Regions from separate parts of the Sus scrofa genome. Here region 1 is linked to region 2. Evidence: chromatin contacts called from public HiChIP or PLAC-seq data. All regions are on one chromosome and are shown on one strand. The core of a region is the stretch at or near the end of the contact, and the rest is flanking DNA. Distances in the headings are between cores, read along the strand shown.

The links. HiChIP or PLAC-seq counts read pairs in DNA pulled down with a chosen protein or histone mark.
Region 1: an H3K27ac HiChIP or PLAC-seq map of alveolar macrophages shows a contact between it and region 2. The contact joins two enhancer-like sites. A contact is called at or near these places in 2 of 47 Hi-C or Micro-C datasets (alveolar macrophages and embryonic fibroblasts) and 1 of 2 datasets of contacts at active chromatin or transcription factors (alveolar macrophages).

The regions. Positions count from the first base shown.
Region 1 is chr4:68,872,519-68,878,087 of Sscrofa11.1, forward strand. PDE7A (high affinity cAMP-specific 3',5'-cyclic phosphodiesterase 7A) reads left to right here. Exons shown (of 13, transcript XM_021089289.1): 5 at 1,387-1,450. Among named protein-coding and RNA genes, the nearest start is that of MTFR1, 95 kb to the right of the region's middle. Within about 2 kb of position 3,158, at least 8 of the 83 cell types and tissues checked have an H3K27ac peak or open chromatin away from gene starts, as enhancers often do. A contact at or near this core is called in alveolar macrophages, where this site is marked.
Region 2 is chr4:68,666,579-68,672,598 of Sscrofa11.1, forward strand. No RefSeq gene overlaps it. Among named protein-coding and RNA genes, the nearest start is that of DNAJC5B, 28 kb to the left of the region's middle. Within about 2 kb of position 1,488, at least 2 of the 83 cell types and tissues checked have an H3K27ac peak or open chromatin away from gene starts, as enhancers often do. A contact at or near this core is called in alveolar macrophages, where this site is marked.

The DNA of each region.
Region 1 (5,569 bases), core at 1,908-4,407, 210 kb after region 2:
CTTGATTGAGCTCCCTCAGCTGGTTAGAGACAACCCCAGCACAGGAAGTCTCATGACTCTCAGCCAAATGCTATTTCATATTCTCTTTTATCAGTGAGATATTTTGAGGATTTAGATTTTAAAAAAATTAAATCTGGTGATTGTGAGTTTTATCTCCTTTATGTAGTTTACAAGAAATATGTTAAAGAAGGTGGGGATTAGCTAAGCTTGTTTTTTGACCAAATGAACATCATTAATAATCTTAGGTTTCTGATGTGTGTGAAAGTATTCTTTGACTGAGCATTTACAACCAGATGCTGTAAGTTTGTGTAGGTAGGGCCAGGGCCACTCTGCAATCACACTAAAGTGAGAAAATGTGCTTCTCTGTTTACAGAAAACAAAGCAGTGGGAAAATGCTCATGCTTTCTTTAAATTTTAAAAAGTTACAATTTCTGCTTTTTAGAATGAGAATGTTGTCCTGTGTATGATTGGTTATTAGTGTCATCATAATCTGTACTAGTAAGATCTTAGTATTGTTTAGTCATAAATGTATACAACTGTGAACTTTTAAATATAAAATAATTTTTTTTCTTGAAAATAAAGCCCACAAAAATTTCAGGTTACAAATATATGATATAAAAATAGCCATTTGAGTCTTAAGGTCATTGTGAGATTTACTTGCTTGGCTGAAATACACATCCACCTAAAAATTAATGTCACAAATGCAATTAACCATTTTATAAGGATATTTAAAGAGTATAAATAAATACCCATAAATTGGGAATGTGTTTTAAGAAAACGAATCACAAATAATGTAAGCATGGTATAGTATAGATGTCGATGTCCAGGTTCCAGAATCAGACCTGACTTAAGATCCCAGCTCTGCTACTTTCTCGCTGAGCAAGTGAGTTGCTTTTTGCCTCTTTCCCCATCTATGAATGAGGACTGAAAACAATGCTTACGTGATAGGGAGGGTATCAGTAGTAAGAGAGAGTAAAAAGCGCTTTGAGCAGTACCCAGAACATCGTAAGTCTTCAGCTGCTGTAACTTTCGATTTTCAAAGTCTCGACCATGCAGTGTATGAACCACACTTCTGTGATGTTAAGTTAGAGCTCATGACAGTTCATGAGAGTATAGGAATAAGTTGAAAGAAACGCTTAGCTCACTTTACCTATACATGTATTAATTGAAAAACAAAATAATCATTGGCTTTTCAGAAGCAGTTTATCCGTTTAGACATATTTTGGAGCCATTTGGAAAGATCATGATTAAAAGGGTGATAATTTGCATTTCTTGAAGTAAATCAACCGCTTTCCATTTTCATTAACTTCCCTTGGACTGTCTAGAAAAGACAAGAGAATGTTACTAAAATTAAATTACAGGAGGAATGTTTGGTTTTCATTTCAGTGTATGCTGGAAAAAGTTGGAAATTGGAATTTTGATATCTTTCTATTTGATAGACTAACAAATGGTAAGTGAAGAATTTGACTTCCTCTCATGCATTCCCTCAATTGCTGCCTTGATGGTACAGCTGCTCCTAGGTTGCTGCTTTCCGTTACTTAGGTTAGGAGCCCTCTGCTGGCAGAGGGAGCATCATTTTGTTAACTGCATTTTTTGATTATTAGTCTCAGCAGTAATCAAACTTACTATCACCATCCCTTGGCTGTTCCTAATTAGTGCTCCTGTTATTAATAAACCCAAAGTGAACATTACGATCGCATTGTTCCTGATTTTTCCTTTTTTGGTTTCTTTTGGACTGTAGCCACTTAGAGTGGCATCCTCTGATCATGTATTCCAGTTTGGATAGCCCAGATACGTTGTGGAGGAATGAAGTTTTGCGAGATGGTCTTTCTTCTAGCTCTGTGGTTCCCAGGCTTTTCTTTCTCTGCACACTCAAGAGAGAGAGATGGTGCGTTATAATCAGCAACAGTGGTTACTTCTGGCTCTGCTTCTCCATGGTGGTGTGGGCAAGAGCTTGTGGCTTCTTTAGGGGGTGGATCAGACTCTATACAAAGTGTGAGCAGTTTGAAAACAGGTGACTCTGAACTGTTTCCCTCTCTGAGTTTTGTTTTGCTTTTCAGGAAGTATTTTTCTCTCTGGGAACAGGAATGGATTTCCCTTTGGGAATTATTTTTTATTTAGGGTAAAGTTTTAGGCGTAAAATGTTGGTGATACTTTAGTCCAACTAGATGTTGCCCCTTTTGCCTTGATACCTTTTAAATAAAGAAAGCAGAGTGGAAGTTCACTGAGAGGAAGTCAGTTCTGATTGCTGAGAATGAAATATATGTGTGATTCACTGTTCTACTTTGAAATCACCTGTTTTTTCTTATTTTACTTTGAAATAAAGCTCCCTTTATAAGGAAGCCAGGTAGGGGAAATGGACAAGCAAATTCAACATTTTTCATTTTTCTTTTTTTTTTTTTTTTTTTGTCTTTTCTAGGGCCACACCACCAGCGGCATATGGAGGTTCCCAGGCTAGGGGTCGAATTGGAGCTGTCGCCACCGGCCTACACCACAGCCACAGCAACATGGGATCTGAGCCGCATCTGTGACCTACACCATAGCTCACTGCAATGCCGGATCCTTAACCCACTGAGCGAGGCCAGGGATTGAACCTGCAACTTCATGGTTCCTGGTTGGGTTCGTTAACCACTGTGCCACGACGGGAACTCCTCAACATTTTTCATCTTGGGGATCAGTGTGGGTCTAGCTTTTTAGCCTCACTGCCTTATTCCCTTTGAGCTGTGTGGCCAGGCCTAGTGAGAACACCTTTCTGATCACCTCTTTGCCTGTGTGCTGCTGACCGATAACAAACTGGACTGACTCGGGCACAGGTGGAAAGACAGTGAAGTCCACCTCCTCAGCAGGGCCTCCCTCCCTCCTGCTGCCCTGCCTTTTCGTGTTTCCTCTTTTCTCTTCCTTACCACCACCCCCCACTCTCCTTTGGCCTCTGGTGACTCTGTCTGCCCCCGCTTCCACTCTGGCCTGTCCCCACAGAAAGGGCTCTGGTATCATTTACACAGCTGTCCTGTCCTACAGCCTCCCCCTTTTGAAAATATAGGTGCCTCAGCTTCTTTTTAGATCTGGGAAACTCCCTTTTCCTAATGCAATACAAATATTGCTTTAGTCATTATCTCAAGATAAATATAGATAAGAGTGCCGCCCTTAACACCTTCAAGGTCTAGTTAGCCTCATGTAAACACCAACAGCTCATGGCCTATTCTTAGTTGCTTGGGACACTTGTCACTCACTGAAATAGTTGATTGTTCTTCTCTAGATTTTATTTTTAAAAAGAATGTATCCTGCTAGTTGGGGGTGTGGCAATGAAAGTGGAGCAAGGGTGACAGTGTAGGATGGGCAGGAGTCATAGCAATGGTCTGCGTTAATTTAGCTCTTTTCTTTCCTTGACTCACTTTGAGAAACAAATGGGCAGAAGAAAATTCCTTAAATTTTCATTATTGAATTTGAATTGCTTTTATTCAAAGCTGCTTAGCCTGAAATGAATTCTGGATGATATCTGTACATAGTATCCAAGTTTGTAATTTTCCCTTCTTGCTTGTTGATCCCATGTGTTCTTTATGTTTTATTCTGGTGATTTTCCCAAATGCCATTGTGGAGAGGACAGGGAAGAAGCAAAGTTCGATGATTCCCACCAAGACAATGGCTCCCAGCTGGCCCCCTGCAAGGACTTCTCTCTGGCCAGACACATTTGATCTTCCTTTTGCAGGAATGAGTTGTTACATGAGATAGCAAGATATAGCTCGTCCCCACTGAGAGCTCCCTGGCTGTGAGGACCCTCGTTGCCAGGCAGGTGTTATGGCCATAGCCTAATCCTGCCAGCTCCCATCTAGAATCACATCCTAAAAACTGTCAAGGGCCATAACACCTTGGACAGCTCTGTCCTTTGACATACCTCTACATAGGATCGCTTTTCTAGAAGTACAGTTTTCTTTTCCAAGAAGGTATTTGTTTCCATTTTCATGTAAAATAAGTTATTCTGTGCCCATTTCTTGTTTAGTGAACCAACTGAGCATCCCTTGCTTTGAAATGTTCTGTTGACTTGTGTTCTTATTCACTGGTATTAAGCCAGTTGGTATCTTAGGAACTGAAAATGAGAAAAAATGTTGCATATGCAGACTTTGATTTTGCTGTGGGTGGTACACTTGATGGATTGGTTCTGTCAGATTCCTTTAAGGTCCTTGGTGGAAGACATTAACATTTCTTTGATAATTTATTTCATTAGGCTTGGGAAAAAATGGGGGGAGAGCCCTGTGTTACCTAAATAGAATGAATATTCTTTTCTTTTTAATTGAGGTACAGTTGACTTAGAACATTGTATTAGCTTCTGGTATACAATGTTACTATGATTTGCTATTTGTATATACCACAAAAATAATCACCACAGTGAGTCTACTTAACATCTGTCACCATATGTAGTTACAAATTTTTTTTTACTGTGATGAGAATTTTCAAGACTTACTCTCTTAGCAACATTCAGATGTGCAGTATGGAAAAGTGTTTATTCAGATCATTTGCCCATTTTTTGAAAACCAGATGGTTTCTTGAATATATATTCTGAAATATCTGTATTATTAGCCATAGTCACCATGCTGTAAATCATATCCCTAGGACCTAATTATTTACAACTGCAAGTTTGTGCCTTTTGATCAGCTTCCCCTATTTTGTCCACTCCCACAATCCCCACCAATGGCAACCACCAGTCCGTTCTCAGTGAGCTTGAGATTTTGCTGTCGTCATTTTAGATTCCACATAAGTGAAATCATACAGCATTTGTCTTTCAGTTACCTCAAACTCCATCTGTGTTGTTGCATATGGCAAGATTTCTTTCCTATTTATGGCTAAGTAGTATTCCTTTGTCTATATACCAAGTTTTCTTTATCCATTCATCTATCAATGTGCCCTTAGGTTGATTCCATGTCTTGACTATTGTAAATAATGCTTCAGTGAACATGAGGGTGCAGGTATCTCTTTGAGATATGATTCCATTTCCCTCAGATAATATCCAAAAGTGGGATTGCTGGATCATATGGTAGTTCTACTTTAAATTTTTTGAGGAACCTCCATTGTTTTCCATAGCGGCTTCAGTTTTCTTCACATCCTTGTCTGCAGCAGCCATTCTGACAGGTGTGAGGTGATTATCTTGTGGTTTTAATTTGCATTTATCTGGTGATTACTGATACTGAGCAGCTTTTCTTGTACCTCTTGGCCATCTGTATATCTTCTTTGGAAAAATGTCTGTTCAGATCCTCTGCCCATTTTTTAAGAACCAGATTATTTTTTGAATACGTACTCTGAAGAGTCTGTATATACCCCCAAGAAAAGTTGTTACAGCAGTAGAAACAACTCTCTTTATATCACAGTTGGTTCCAGACCACGTGGGCTCGTGTGTGTACTGGTAGAGTGTTATCAGAATTTGAATGTATTTTAGCATTTAATTTCTTAAAGGAAAAGATTTGAAATGGCTTTTCCTTTGTTTGAAGGTGCTGTGTCAGGTGGTTTTTAGGAAGTCTCTTGGCCGCCACATCCTTTCCAGTATTGCTCATGCAGATATTATTCCAGTTAATTTACT
Region 2 (6,020 bases), core at 238-2,737:
CTTGCCAACTCCTTTACAGAGAACTTGAGGCTAGCAGACAGAAATGCCCTCAACTTCAGGGCAGTCACCACCTGCTTTCCCACTTAAACCTTCCTGTATCTGCCACTCTCCTTCCTTCCTCCACTCTCAGAAGAAAGGGTATTCCTTCTTTTATTCTGGGTGAATCCCTCCATCTATTCCTCCCCATATACACCCCTCCTCTATCATTTCCTTTCTGGACTTTTAGATTCTTTTTCATAAAATCCTACCCAAGAGGTTCAAATCTCATCTGTCAGGAAAGAAGGGAGGGAGTGGGAAAGAGGGGAAGGCGGGGGGAAAACTCCTCTGGCTGTGGTCTTCCTTCCTGTCCTCAGACAGACTTCCCAAGATAGTTGTCCTCATGTTTTTCAAGTTTCTCATCTTTCGCTCTCTGTGAACACACTGCAATTTGCCTTTTGCCTCCACCATTTCACTAAAGATGGTTTTGCTAAGATTACCACTGACCTCTCAATTGCCAAATCCAGTGGATACTTTCCATTCCTTATCACACTTGATGATTATGGGACACTTGACACTGTCTCCTCAAAACATACTTCCTAGTTTCCGGGACACCACACACTCTTGGTTCTTTTCCATGTCCTGACATATTCTCATCTGAATCCTTCATTGACTTTCTCCTTTGACCTGTTCCCTAAGCTTCTGTCCTTCTTTTCTTCTCACTCTATACCTCTTCCAGTGATGTCCAGAGCTTACCAAGGCCTTTAATGGCTCCTTTCTCCCAGAGCCATAACTCACTAGAACCTATACAAGTTGCTGAAGCAGTTTCCTGCAGCCCAGGGAATTTCTCTAGGCAACATCTTTCATCCACCACTTAGAACCTTCTTCTCTTGTCTGGTTTCCTCCTACACCCTAGAAAGGATCCCTGCTCTCTGCTAAGCCTCTGCATGTATGACTTATTTAGATGATTAGCATGGCTTCTGAGTCTACTGTAACAAAAACAAAATTATTAATGTATGAGTCCTTCCAACCTTTCTCCTTCTGACCTTTAAAAGATCCTGACTCTGCAGGTTTCATTTCTTCTCCTCCCTCACCCCCCAAAGAAACCTCTTCTTGCCTTACCAGACTCATCTTTGGGGATTTTTGATGTAGAATAAGGAGGAAGTGGGAGAGAGATAGGAACAGGATATGTGGGACCCTGCGGGGGCATGGGGGAGGACTTTTTAAGACATGTATGAGGCTTGGAGGAGCAGTTTGTGATGAGAGGACATAAATGGGAAAGAGGTGAGGTTTAGGGGATATTAGTATGGTCTATGTGTTCATTCAAAATGTTAAAGAAATGTAAGCAAATAACCTGAATAATTCTGACAATACTTTTGGGGTTTTCGCAGATTTTCCTTAATGGCAATTTTGCTCTAAAGATGAACCACGGGGCTTCCCAAGCAAACTACTCCTCCCCGCAAGACTCTGAATTGAGGCACAGATCCCCCTTGGGCCCCACCCTCACGACTAAGACTTCCTCATTTGCTTGTGGCCAGTCTGTGTGGGAGAAGAGTTCCAAAGTGCTCATCTGATCTTACAAATGAGTCTCTGGGTTCCAAACCTGAATCTCCAGGTCACTTCTCTCTTCTGAGCACCAGACAAGTACATGAAACAGCTTACAAGATATTTCTTCTAGACATTTCCAGAATCCTCGTAGTCAGCTTGTCCCAAAGTTACCCCTTTATCTTCATCATTCTTTCTTAATGTCCCTCCTCAGTGTGAGATCAGATGAGCCACCCAGTGCAGAAATCTGGGTATCCTCTTTCCCTTTGCTAAGCCTTCTCATCCACATGGTCACCAGTTATCTCTTAATTCTTAAATATATCACATGCTGAGCCACTTGATGCTTCCTAAACTCTTGGAGTTTCTAAGTTTTTCACATCATGCCATTGAGCATTCTGCTGTGTTTGCATTTAGTGTCTTTCTATTCCCTACCCCTGCTCTTCTATTAAACATTAGATGATGCTGAAACCTTATCTCTTCTTCAAAGCCTTCCTTGATTGTCCCACATGAACTGATCATGTTCTCCTTTATGCTACCTTGAACTTACCGGTATTAAGGCAGGTATCACAGTGTATTGCAATTATTTTATTTATCCAAATATCTCTACTCCTAGACAAGGAAATCCTCAAGGGAAAACTTTGTAGTATTGAATATCCAGCACCCAGCCTGGTTTCTGGTTTCTAATAATAAGCACTTATTAATTATGCAAGTTAATCAACAATAAATTTATGAGATAGTCTGGAACCCAAATTACAGATAGATAAGATAGGCTTCATGGAAAGCCTAAAGTTATACAGCTACTAAGTGAGGGAACAGAATTTAAACCTGGTCAATTACTACAAAGCTCATACCTTTTTTTACACAATCACACCACCTCTTAGGTGATCAAAGCTCTTCTTATACTTTAGAAATTTATGTGTAGATTGTCTTTGCTGAGAGTGATAATGTTGTGTCTCTTTATGGTGAAATTTTAGGACTTTTTGTTACAGATGTCTCAGGGATACAGGAAGTATTTCAACCATTCTGTCTTTGTTGTGTATTTTTATGTTCATCTTTGAAGTTTCCCGGAAAATTCAAGCTTTTAAAAAAATTTATTGGAGTTCCCGTCGTGACGCAGTGATTAACGAATCCGACTAGGAACCATGAGGTTGCGGGTTCGATCCCTGTCCTTGCTCAGTGGGTTAACGATCCGGCGTTGTCGTGAGCTGTGGTGTAGGTTGCAGACGCGGCTCGGATCCCGCATTGCTGTGGCTCTGGCGTAGGCCAGTGGCTGCAGCTCCGATTCGACCCCTAGCCTGGGAACCTCCATATGCCACAGGAGCGGCCCAAGAAATAGCAAAAAGACAGAAAAAAAAAAAAAATTATTGACGTATAGTTGATTTACAATGTTGTGTTAATTTCTGCTGTACAGCAAAGTGATTATTATACATAAATACATATATGCATTTTTTCATATTCTTTTCCATTATGGTTTATCATATAGTTCCCTGTGCTATATGGTGGGACCTTGTTGTTTATCCATTCTCTATATAATTTTTTTGCATCTGCTAATTCCAAACTCCTAGTCCATCCCTCCTCCCAATCTTGCCAACCACAAGTCTGTTCTCTGTGTCTATGAGTCTGTAGTCTGTTTCTGTTTTGTAGATTGATTCATGTATATCATACAGATTCCACATGAAAGTGATATCATATGGTATTTGACTTTCTGACTCACTTCACTTAATATGATAATGTCTAGGTCCATCCATGTTGCTACAAATGGCATTATTTTATTCTTTTTTTGGCTGAATAGTATTCCATTGTATGTTTGTACCACATTCGGCTGTTGATAGACGTTTAGGTTATTTCTATGCCTTGGCTGTTTTAAATAATGCTGCTGTGAACATGGGGCTGCATGTATTTTTTTTAAGTTTTATTGAAGTATACTTCAATTTACAAGATTGTGAACATGCATCTTTTTGAATTATAGTATTGTTCTGATATATACCTCGGAGTAGGATTGCTGGATCATATCGTAACTCTAATTTTAGTTTTTTCCATACTTTTTTCTATAGTGGCTATGCCAATTTACATTTATACCAGCAGTATAGGAAGGTTCCTTTTCTCCACACCCTCTCCAGCATTTGTTACTTGTAGATTTTTAAAATGATGGATATTCTGACCAGTGCGATGTGCTAGTTTTGATTTGCTTTTCTCTAATTATTAGTGTTGGTGAGTATTTTTCATATGCCTGTTGGCTGTCTATATGTCTTATTTGAAGAAATGTCTATTTAGGTCTTCTGTCCATTTTTTTATGGCCACACCCACAGGATATGGAAGTTCCCAGGCCAGGGATTTAATCTGATTCCAGCTGTGATTTATGCCACAGCTGTGACAATGCCAGGTCCTTTAACCCACTGCAATGGGCCAGGGACTGAAGCTGCACCTCCACAGCAAACTGAGCTGTCACACCACAGTGGGAACTCCCAGCTCATCTTTTGATTAGGTTGTTTGGGTTTTGTTGTTGAGTTGTATGAACTGTTTGTATATTTTGGAAATTAAGCCCTTGTCAGTCACATCATTTGCAAATATTTTCTCCCATTCTTTAGATTGTCTTTTCATTTTGTTTAAGGTTTCCTTTGCTGTGCAAAAGTTTTTTAAGTTTGATTATGTCCCATTTGTTTATTTGTGCTTTTATTTCTATTGCCTCGAGAGGCTGACCTAAGAAAACTTTGGTGCAATTTATATCAGAGATTGTTTTACCTATGTTCTCTTCTATAAGTTTTATGGTGTCATCTCTTATATTTAAGTCTTTAAGCCATTTTGAGTTTGTTTTTGTGTGTGATGTGAGGGTGTGTTCTAACTTCATTGATTTACATGAGGTTGTCCACCTTTCCCAACACCATTTGCTGAAGAGACTCAGACAATTCAAGCTTTTAATGCCATTTTCTCTACATTTATTTCACAACTTCCAGGTGGTGATGTTGGAAAGTAGGTTGGAGTTGGAATCCCCCCGTTCTACCCATTGGCACTCATGGAAGGACAGTCATCAATACCAAGGACACCCTGAAGCAAAGGTAGGTAGAAGAGTTCATTTTGAAGAAAATTAAGGGATACCATAGTGCTCATTGTTTGGGGGAAGTGTTTTGTGTTCAATAAATCCTCCCTATTACTCAGCGTGGACCCCCTATGGATTTCTTAGACGTCAAAAGAACAGGCACTGATACCCAGTGAATATTCTTTTTGTGGATTCTTTTTTATGACAATGTAGCATGTGATGTCTGGATATATTATCTCAGGGAAAAAATAAGAAACATTTGGAAGTCTACACAATCTTAAAAAAAAAATTAAAAAATAAAAACTGTTGGTTCTTCCCAATTGGAGGATGGAGAGTATGTGAGGAGTCAAATGAGTGGCTGTTTTTGTTTTGTTTTGTTTACGCATTCACAAAATCTGTTTCATTTCATCTGAGAAGAATGTGAGATAACAGAGGGTCATTTCTAGTCATTTAAAAATTATACCACTTTCCTGAGTAGTTTAGGGCACCTGAATTCTTTGTAAGGGGGACACAAGAAAGATGTGGCAATACCCATGGATCAGAGTTGTTACTGAATTTTAAAATATGCATGGTCCCTTTCCTCTAATACTTCTTACAAAACTTGCATTGCCAAATAGGCATTAATCTTTCCAGTCCCCAAGGAGATCGGTGAAAGTGTACACTTCTCAGCACAATTTTGTGAACTATTTAGGGAGAACAGAGCCGCTCACTTGCAGACAGAGGATGTAGGGAGAAACGTAATAGATATTCTAATTAATTTGTTCCACTAACATTTCCTAAGGACTCTCTGAGTGTCAGCCACTGGCTAGGTGTTAGGAACCCAGAGTTTTAGACAAGCAAACCTGATCCTTGCTCTCCAGGCACTTCCAGAAGGGTTGGCCGTGGGAGCAGCTGCACCTGCACTCTGACTACCAAGGGCCATGATGGTCACAATCTATGAAACCCTAGGAACCCACTGAAGAGCACTTTGCTATAGGACAGGGATGCAGGAAGACTGCCTAGAGGTGGCTCCTGGGCTGGGTCCTCAGGACAAATACAAGAAGTCATCTCTGCCTTTAATAAATGGAGAGAAGACAAGACTCCTTCAGGAAATTGTAAAAACCTCAGAATGGAGAAATAGAAATTTGGAGGCTTGAGTGCTGGTCCCATGAACAGTGTGGAAGGGGTGGGGAGCAGGTCGGGTAGGACAAAGGCTCGAGCAAGAAAAGAGTGGAGAGGTTCCAGGAAAACAGCTTCTGCAGCTCCCTGTCCATCTGTAGTTGAGACAAATATCTCAGGTGGGACACAGCCTTTTCTAGATATACCCACTTCTCAGAAACAGCCCCAAGAGTGTCAGTGCTCCACAGTTCATAGAGCCTGTTCCCCTGAGCTCAGGGACTCTAGGAAGCAGCCCTCTCCCACCCATGATCCCAGGATACGCCTACCTCGGAGCCTCTTGCTCCCAAATGGGAGCAGGCTTCCT